Regions from separate parts of the Rattus norvegicus genome. Here region 1 is linked to region 2. The links are chromatin contacts, called in public Hi-C maps. All regions are on one chromosome and are shown on one strand. The core of a region is the stretch at or near the end of the contact, and the rest is flanking DNA. Distances in the headings are between cores, read along the strand shown. Region 1 has its middle 100 kb from the start of C3h9orf50. Region 2 overlaps Ptpa (protein phosphatase 2 phosphatase activator).

Evidence for each region. Hi-C and Micro-C count contacts between places; a contact is called where the count stands out from the background.
Region 1: a contact with region 2 is called in a Hi-C map of Schwann cells, with 5 times the contacts expected there. The contact joins two enhancer-like sites. A contact is called at or near these places in 4 of 12 Hi-C or Micro-C datasets (the A7r5 cell line, the Rat2 cell line, Schwann cells and 1 more) and 1 of 1 datasets of contacts at active chromatin or transcription factors (oligodendrocytes).

What each region holds. Positions count from the first base shown.
Region 1 is chr3:34,380,557-34,385,042 of GRCr8, reverse strand. No RefSeq gene overlaps it. Among named protein-coding and RNA genes, the nearest start is that of C3h9orf50, 100 kb to the left of the region's middle. Within about 2 kb of position 1,867, at least 53 of the 93 cell types and tissues checked have an H3K27ac peak or open chromatin away from gene starts, as enhancers often do. A contact at or near this core is called in the A7r5 cell line and Schwann cells, where this site is marked.
Region 2 is chr3:34,110,481-34,115,000 of GRCr8, reverse strand. It overlaps Ptpa (protein phosphatase 2 phosphatase activator), which reads right to left. Exons shown (of 10, transcript NM_001108577.2): 9 at 1,499-1,606. Among named protein-coding and RNA genes, the nearest start is that of Ptpa, 25 kb to the right of the region's middle. Within about 2 kb of position 3,255, at least 83 of the 93 cell types and tissues checked have an H3K27ac peak or open chromatin away from gene starts, as enhancers often do. A contact at or near this core is called in the A7r5 cell line and Schwann cells, where this site is marked.

The DNA.
Region 1 (4,486 bases), core at 618-3,117, 270 kb before region 2:
TGTGTCCCAGCTGCTTAGGCGGGGAAGTGGGGATTGGAAGCCAGCTTTTGGAGTATCTGGGGGTCCCTCCGCACCTCAGTCCCACTAAGCCTGTCCAGCTACACCTCCGAGGTGCACCCAAGCAAGCCCTTCCAGCTATGCCAAGGAGGCTGGAAATTTCTACTAAACAGCTCACTCTGGCTCCATTTCCACTCTGCTTGGCAGGGGATGGGGCGGGGCCTGGCTGTTCACAGAACAGGCCCTGCATTCTTGAAGTTACAGTCAAGGGTCACTGGGAGTGGGGCTTGTGGGGCCTGGTGAGCTTCTCAGCCATGAGGAACAAGTGCTCCGTGCTGAAAGCTCACCTCTGGTGAGGCCCTATGCTGTCTGGACAGGCTGGACCCTAGAAACTTTATATAGGGAGGCCAGATCTGTTATTAACCTATTTCAGGCTTGCTTCAAGGCTCTCCAGAGAGCCTGCCTGCAGAAGGGCAGAGCCCAGAGCCTCCAAGGGGGAACGGCTATGCAGAGAGAAGTCTGGCTCTGTGACAGGCCAGAAGGTACTGCTCAGTTACTGAGCTGGAGTGAGTGGTGGTCAAGGGGCCTGGCTGGGTAACCTAAGGGACAGAAGTTAGAGGACATGGTAGCTTGATGGGGATGCCAACTCTGATCCCTGCTAGCACCCAGGAGATACTTGTGCACAGAACCAACTCAGAGGTCCAAAGGTTCTGCATCCTGTCTGCTGGCCGGCTCTAGGACTCTCTCTGGAGAAATCTAAGCGTTTCTCACCCACCCAAGCTAGCCCTTGGCTATAGAGACCTCCGGGTCGGATCGGCTAGTGGCTCAGTCATTCTACTCTGTATGCCCTGTGTGTCACTAGGCCCAAAGACAATGGAGAAAAGAAAAATGGAGAGTTTGCGAAGTGTCCACTGGGTACCAACTGCCAGCAGAAAGAAGGGAGGGCATGAAAGGGTCCCAACCTGTAGGGAGATGACCACAGGCCTTGGAGGGGATGAGCTAGGATAGAAGAAGACCGAGTGCTCCGGTCTCTAGGAACGAACCAGCTGGGGGTGGAAGGAGCAGGCAGGGACAAAAGACCACACTAGGGTGTAGAGGGGACCAGCTTGGGGTGGGAGGGACTACCAGTCTGGGGTGAAGGGGACCCGCAGGGAATCTAAGAACCTCCCGGGGGTAGAGGGGGCCGATCCCGCCCCCGCTCCGCAGGCGGCTTGCCCGGGGCGCTGCGAGCGGGGCAGAGCTTCAGCGGAAAGGAATGCCTGGCTCGGCGGGGGCGGCCGCGCCCGGGGCCGGCCTGGTTCGCGGGGCTCTCGGGGCCGCTGGCGCCGCCGCCCGGGCCCGCGCCGGATCGGGGCGCGCCTCGCAGCGGGGGTGCGCGCCGCCCCTCCCCCATAACTCAAAAGCCTGTCAGGCCGGTTCCAGACTCCTGGCGCCGGGCTCCGCTCCAGGAAAAAAAAAAAAAAAAAAAAGGAACCAGAAAAAGGAAAAAGCAAGCGAGGGAGCGAGCAAGGCCCGCGGCGCGGAACGGTCTACCCACGCGCACAGCCCGCGCGCCCACCCTGGGGACAGGGCGAGCGACACTCGTCCATCTCTATACAGCCCCAACAATCGTTCAGTGGCCACGGCGGGGAGGGGGCACTGTGCAGCCAACGGGTCCCAGAACGCTTCCTCCGGGGCCTCGTGGGTCGGAAGGCGTCCCCACGCCAGGGTCCTGATGTGAGAAAGCTGCTTCGGGGCGGGCTCCAGCAGCACCATGGGGGTAGCAGCGCAAGAGGGAGAGGCGGCTGCGGACCTCCCAGCTCGACCGGGGAGGGGGTGAGGTGACGGGGGCGTGGGAAGACCCCGCCTGGTGCTTTTCCTTTTTTCCCTCCCTTCAACGTCCTTCTGGGTGCAACAGCGCCCAGGGTAGGCAGCCGATAGGAAGGGGTTAAGGGCAGCAATTTAGACAGAAAGCTGAGTCCAAATCTCCCCTGCTGTGTGGCCTTAGGCCAGGGGTTTGCCCCTTCCACTTCCTCTGGAGGGGACGGGGGAGGGGCTTGTCTAGAGCTTGACACTGAACACTGGAGTCCTATCTTCGGTGGGGTTCTTTCCACCTTCAACTGCAGTTCTCAAGTAAGCTCAACCATCCGAGGGTCATTCTCAAAGCCAAGTCAAACTTGGGAGCCCTCACTCCTGGCTGGTCTTTCAAAAGACCGTGCATTGGATAGTCAGAGACTCTGCAGGAGCGGATTAAGTCCAGGCCTGTCTCCCTGCTTTCTGCCTGGGTTCTAAAGTCAAGAAGGCCAGATGGCTCAGATAGTTGAGACAGTGGCTTAGCTGATTCTCTGGGGATGCATTTGGTCTGCCCAGGAAACCCTGGAGAGTTTTCTACCCAAGATACTAAAGTTCAAACGGCAGCGCCTGTCGGCAGACTCAGCCTATACAAAGCTGGCCTGTATCTGATGGGATTTTAAGTCCCTGGGCAGACCCGGGTTTGTGGGCCTGAAGCTTGAGTTCCAGGAGACTTAGTGGGCCATGGGATTCTGCAGGATCCATGGGAAAGTTGTATCTGCTTTCCCAGAGGCTGGTAGTTCAGCTTAAAGGCTGGAGAGATGGCTCAGTGGTTAAGAGCACTGACTATTCTTTCAGAGGTCCTGAGTTCAGTTCCCAGCAACCACATGGCAGCTCACAACCATCTGTAATGAGATCTGATGCCCTCTTCTGGTGTGTCTGAAGACAGTGATAGTGTACTCACATAAAATAAAATAAAAGAAAGAAAGAAAGAGAGAAAGAAAGAAAGGGGCTGGGGATTTAGCTCAGTGGTAGAGCGCTTACCTAGGAAGCGCAAGGCCCTGGGTTCGGTCCCCAGCTCCGAAAAAAAGAACCAAAAAAAAAAAGAAAGAAAGAAAGAAAGAAAGTAAGAAAGAGAGAAGTCCGCCACTCTCGGGTCATTCAGAGGGGAAGGACAAAACTGGGGCTCAAACCCACTTTTGACTCCCTAAGCAGTATGCTCAGTGGCCTCGGTACACGGGGCACCTTCCAAAGGACGCGTCTCACCTCAGCTTTGCTCAGAACAATCTGCTCTGGTGGTATTCCCTTCCGGGGTCTTTGTGTCCCCAGGCACAGTCAATGAGGCCTTTGTTTGTGACCTCACTATTCCAGACCTGCCTTTTTTTTTTTTAATTTATTTTATGTACGTGTGTGATTGTGTGACATGACCGGTGTGTGGAGGTCAGAGGACAACTTGGGGAAGACTGTCTTGTCTTCTACCATGTGGGTTCCTGGAGTCCAACTTTGATTGTCTTGTTTGGCGGAAGCACCCTTATCCTCTGAGCTGTCTTGCTCTGCCCCTCTCCCATCAGCTTTTCTAATGGTCCCCACAATAGGAACCCTCAGGTTCCAAAATACTTCACCAGTTGGCCTAGAGGCATGCGGTCACTGCATGTGGCCGTGAGGTGGTGGTCTCTGGAGAACTGGGACTCTGGTTCAGGACTCCAGCGTGTGCACAGTACTAAGCAGGCATGGGTTTTGCTGAAGGCCTGGCCTCCTGCCTTTCTCAGCCAGGCTTTCAGAGGACTGGGCCAGCCAGGTTCAGCAGCACACAGCAGCTCCTTGGGTGCCTGTCAAGCACAGGAACGGTTGAGATTCCTTGAACCAGGTTCCAGGAAGGGCTCATGGCATCTGGAACGCAGCCCTTCTCCAAAGGGCTCCCTAAATGGATGCCCCTAGCCGAGAGTTATACGCTTACTAAAGGACACCGAGCGGTCATTTTCACCTATGTAGCAAGGTCAAGGCCATCTTGAGCTAAGAGAGACCACCCCCAGCGCCATGTTAAACCAGACATGGTGGCATCTGTTTATCATCTCAGCGTTCAGAAAGCAGAAGCAAGAGGTCAAGGGCTGGCAGAGGGAAGCAGCAGAGATTACCCATGAACTCTTGGGAGAGCCAGCCCTCTCACCCTTCCCTAGAAACTCTCTCCCATGCTGCTGAGTGGGGAAGCCTGGCCTAATGACAAGAGTCTCCACTCCTTTCTTTTTTTTTTTTTTGGTTCTTTTTTTCGGAGCTGGGGACCGAACCCAGGGCCTTGCGCTTCCTAGGTAAGCACTCTACCACTGAGCTAAATCCCCAGCCCCCACTCCTTTCTTTCAGTGCTGGTCCAGCAACGGCCTCAGAAGAGGCTGTTGGACCTCAACATACCCATCCATACAATGGGGCCATGAGGACACCTCTTTCTGGGGTGAGTGGGAGGGGCCAGTGGTTTGTAGGGTGTGAGTGGCTTTGCATAGGACCCCATACACACAATGGAACAGAACTGCTGCTGTTACGGTTGTTACTAGGAAGATGCTCATGGGCTCAGGGGCTGGTGACAGATGGGAGGGGCTGGGAGTGCAGCGCTGCAGATAGTGTTTGTCGAGCATGCAGGAGGCCTGATCTATGGCACCAAATAAACCCAGCTGGTGGCAGACACTTGTAAGTCACACACACCTGGGGAGGGTGCAGACAGGAGGGA
Region 2 (4,520 bases), core at 2,006-4,505:
CGCGTGCCTGTCAGCGTGTTGCAGAATTACCCACAAATCCACCCTGGCCCAGGGCGGGTGGCTCCCACTTGCTGCATGCCCGGGTGAAGTGCCTTGTCTTTAGTCACACATCCTTTCAGTCAATAACTGCAGGGCTCCCTAGCAACGCCTTAGGACCTAAGGTTTAGGTCTGTGTGTTGTACCCCATCTTGTACCTTGTATGCTCCTCCCTCCCTCGGCCTGCAGAACTCCTCCTCTGAAAGGGAGACAGGTGCTGGCCTTCCTCTTAGGAGGCTGAATCAATACAGGTTTGGAGACACACCAGGCTAGGATTCTAAGAGCGAGAAGGCAGCTGCCTTTGATATGGGGGTGGGGGTGCTGTGTACCCTCCATGAGGACACTTCCAGCAGTAGCAGTAAGGCTGTGGAGACAGGACCTGGATAGTGCCAGCCAGCCAGCTGGGGTGCTGGAGCTGGCCCGGAGGGCAGGAAGAGGTCTGGGCAGCTCTAGGAGTGACCTCCGAGATGAGAGAGGTATGTGGGCTGAAGCCTAAACACAGGATGTGAAGTCTAGAGGAAGAGGATCCAGGAGAGAACAGAAAATGCTGGCCAGGCCCAAACCTGGCAGATCATTAACTCCTTCAAAACCAAATCCAAGGGTGCCAAGCCGGTGGGAAACATTTTACTACCAAATCCAGCTTGCCTTTCCTCATTGTCCTGCCTCTGGTAATGGATGGGATAAGCTCTGAGCTCTGTGAAGGAGAGTCCTCTCATGAGAGATGGGATCACGGTCAAGAATCAGAGATGGGCTGCTCCAGTGAGGTTGTCAGCACGAGTACTGGGGTGGGGATGAGGTGGGAGACACAGTTGGACCTCAAGGCCCAAGAGGCAGTGCACAAGAGAGTCAAAGTCAAGGAGCTCCAGATAGTGGAGGGGCCAGGCAGACAGGTGGAAGGATGCTCTCTCCCTCTCGTGGAAGATATAGGAGGCAGGTGCCTTTCAGCAGGGGAGCTCCCCAGCCCAAGGTCCTTCCCAGAAGCAGGGTTGTACGCTGGACCTAGACACAGAGAAGACCCACCCTCCCACATTCCTGAAGTGCTCATTAAAGAGTACCAGCAAGTTCTCCTGTCCCACCCTTCCCAGGCACCCTCTACAATAGGGTAGCTCACTAGGATCAAACCCACCCAAGGGATTGATGTCCTAGTCACTTTGGGAGACACTGAAGTCATCAGAGCCTTGAGAGGCCTCTGGCCACTTGACAGGTACAAAGAGAGCCCCTAACTTCTCCAGCAGCACAGGTTGTTTCAATCCCTAAGCTATGAAGAAATGAGCTGGGCCTCTGCCCAGTGCCTTGTAACTGCCCATCCATCAGGTTGAGGTTCCCAAGTTTCAGACAGCTGGCCCAAGAGCCAGAGCAAAACAATGTGATGAAGAATTGGAGGTCCTGAGCTCACCCCCAGGACCAAGGGGCATCAGGGGCGTCGGGGGCATCAGGGGCAGGCAGGGCAGACCCCACTCACCTCCGCCTTATACATGCGAATGAGGCCCTGGTTCACTTTAGACCAGGACGGGACAGCACTGATGTTCCACAGCTGGTTGGAGTGCTCTGCAAAGGGGCCGGTCTTCATCTGGAAAAGAAGTCCAGGAACTAGAGAGGCAGAGGCCACCTAGGTTCTACCTCTGCTCTCTTGCACTATGGAGATACACACACACACACACACACACACACACACACACACACACGGGCTTGGCCCCCAAGGCTTGCTGAAAAAATATAACCTCTGTCACCCACTCCTCTCTTTCACACAGACAAAACAGAGGCTTTGTTCCTATCAAATTTAGCAACCTAGGAAAACAATATGTCCACCCTGAGAGGGTAGAATGTGTTCCTATCCAGACAGCAGGCAGGCTCCCTTCCCCCTCTGTACCTGTCAAGAGGACAGGAAGGGGCTGTGGGAGACTCCACATCAGTACAGGAGGAGTGTTTGTTTAGCAAGGTCAAGAGTAGGGCAGAAGGGCCACAGCAACAAGAGGAGCAGGCACATGGACAGTCCACCAGTGCAGTTCTTCCTCAAACCCTGACTGCAGGAAGGCAGAGAAGCACTGTCACAGTCCAATGCTGTTCCTAGGGCATCAGAGGCACAGCCCGGGGACAGGGAAGGAAGCCTTTGTCCTGAGTACATTCTGCCTGCCACTGAGAGCTCAGGGCCAGTGCACTGGTGTTTATTAGCTCAGTGCGTCCTCCTCACTCCCTGCCCAGGTCCCAGGCAGCCCCGCACTACAGAGAAAGACCGACAAGCCCAGGGAGTCTGCCAAGGAAGCAGAGCCTTGGACCTTGGCGACTGAGAAGGTGGGTGGGTGAGGTGGGGCAGGCTCCGGGAGGAGACAGGATAAGCCAGACTCTCCTCACAGGAGGACATCACAGGCCACTCTACTGCTGTAGCCTTACTTGGTGGTCCCACTCCCACAGGCCTCCAGTTCTGGGAAGGGCAGTTTCTAGATTTAAATTAGAAATGCTGCCATCTTTCCATAGCACCTCCCTTCCCTAGCAAAAATCACCAATGAGAGCCTGTCTCAGAGGCCCCGCCCCAGTGCTGAGGGCAGGTTTCCAAAGCCTGCCCTGCTCCCTCCCAGGCACCTGTGGAGTCTTTCCTTGACCACAGGCACCAAAACTTACAGTGCCCTCGGCTTCCCCAGATCTATCACAACCCTCCCAAAGACTCCGCCCTCTGTCTCTCTACTTCCAACCCTGAGTCTGCACACTGCAGGCTGGACCCCTGAGCCAATTACCAGGGGCTCTGTCGCACAGCAGGTGCTCCAGGGCTGGCTCTGCAAGGGCCCTGGAACAGATAAAGGATGCTAAGATCCTGCCTGGGGACCAGCCTGCCTGGGGGGCCAGCCTGCCTGGGGACCAGCCTGCCTGGGGACCAGCCTCACTCACTAGCAAGGGATACTCAGAAAGGGCTGTCTGGCAGACAGCAGAGCTAGAGGCAGGCCCAGTATGTCCCCTGAGAGGCCACCGCACCCTCAAGGCCTTCAGGGCCTCAGGACTCCTAAGTCCTTCAGAAGGAGGTTCTGCAACTCAGAGAAAGAAAAAAAAAATGAGGGAGAAAAAGAAATTGGGGGTGAGAAGACAAAAAAAAAAAAAAAAATCAGTTCATTCTAGCCACAAAGGGAGAAGAGAAAGAGCGAGAACAAGCAAGCAACTGCAGTCCCGCAGTGACCCCAGGGGAATCGTGTGAGTCAGAGCAGCCATATTGAGCAGGAAATTACTCACAGACGCTGCGTTCCTGCCTCTCCACTCCCCAGAGAATCGGCCTTTTGTAAATGGTTCCTCTGTCAGTAACTGAGGGGGATGGGCGGGGTGGGGGAGGCTCAGCACAGCGCCTTCCTGTCAGCTCCTTCCCTTCCAGCTGAAATCTGATCCCTCCCTTCCCAAAACTCCAAATTTAGAAGCCAGATTGAAACTGAAATTCTTTTCCTGCCTGCCCTGGGCTCTTAAAGGCGCCAGGGCTACATTTCTGAAAGCAGCAGTAGCCCTGTATGGTGGGTTTCCTCCCTTGTCATGCCCAGGGCTATCAAAGCAGTCCTGACACAAGACCCAGCAAAGAGAAGTGGTTTCCTTCCCAACTTCCTTGGGTTTTGTGTGACCAGTAAAGACTGCAGGTCTCCCTGACCAAAAGTCCGAGCATACTGTAGGCTTGAGACCTGGGGTCTGGGTAAAGCCACTCACTTAACTGATGGGGGTTATAAATAAAAACTGCCAACTTCATGACGTGCAGGGGTGGGGGGAAATATCTATATATCTGTATCCATATCTCTGTCTGTCTAGCTATCTATCTGTGAACAGCAGCGGCAGAGCTGCTACAACTGCCCAACCCAAGCAGGCAGACCGCCCTTGCTCCCACAGTGCCTAGCAACCACCCAGAGCTTGACTGACCCCAGAGCCTGGAACCAAGAGAAAAGCAAGCCTTGCAGAGAAGGTGCACAACAGCCAGAAAGCTGCCTCTCCCTCTTCCTACCTCCGTCACTGAAAGCCACCTGAGCTCAGCGCACTTTAGCGCCTCCTTGTGGTTATTTGGGCTACCTTCCTTGGGGTCCTCCAGCCCAAACTTTGGGGAAAGCTTTTGGGGTTTTATACCAGCAGGAAACAGACACATGCACACTAAATCTGAGCACAGGATCGATCACTAGTCTCTGAGGCCCAGCCGCGCTAGCCTCCTTGTTGGAATCACTGACAGGGGCGCAGGGGCTTGGCCAGCCGCCAGAGGAAGCAGTAACAGCTTAGGCTTCTGCCTCAAGCAGCAAGCGCTGCACAATCTGCAGCTCCTTCCCACCCAGTCCTGCCCTCTCACCCTAGAGCCTCCCCATCCCCTCACTGCACGATGAAGTCCTGTAGAGCTGTCTTTCACAGCAGTGAGCCAGGCTGCCCCCAGTCCTTCTGACCTTGAGCTGCCACACTGCTGAAGGCAGCACATCTCTAAGAACCAAGTAGTGGCTGGCCAGCCGTCAGTCCTGGCTCCATTTGCTGACTTGGAAAAA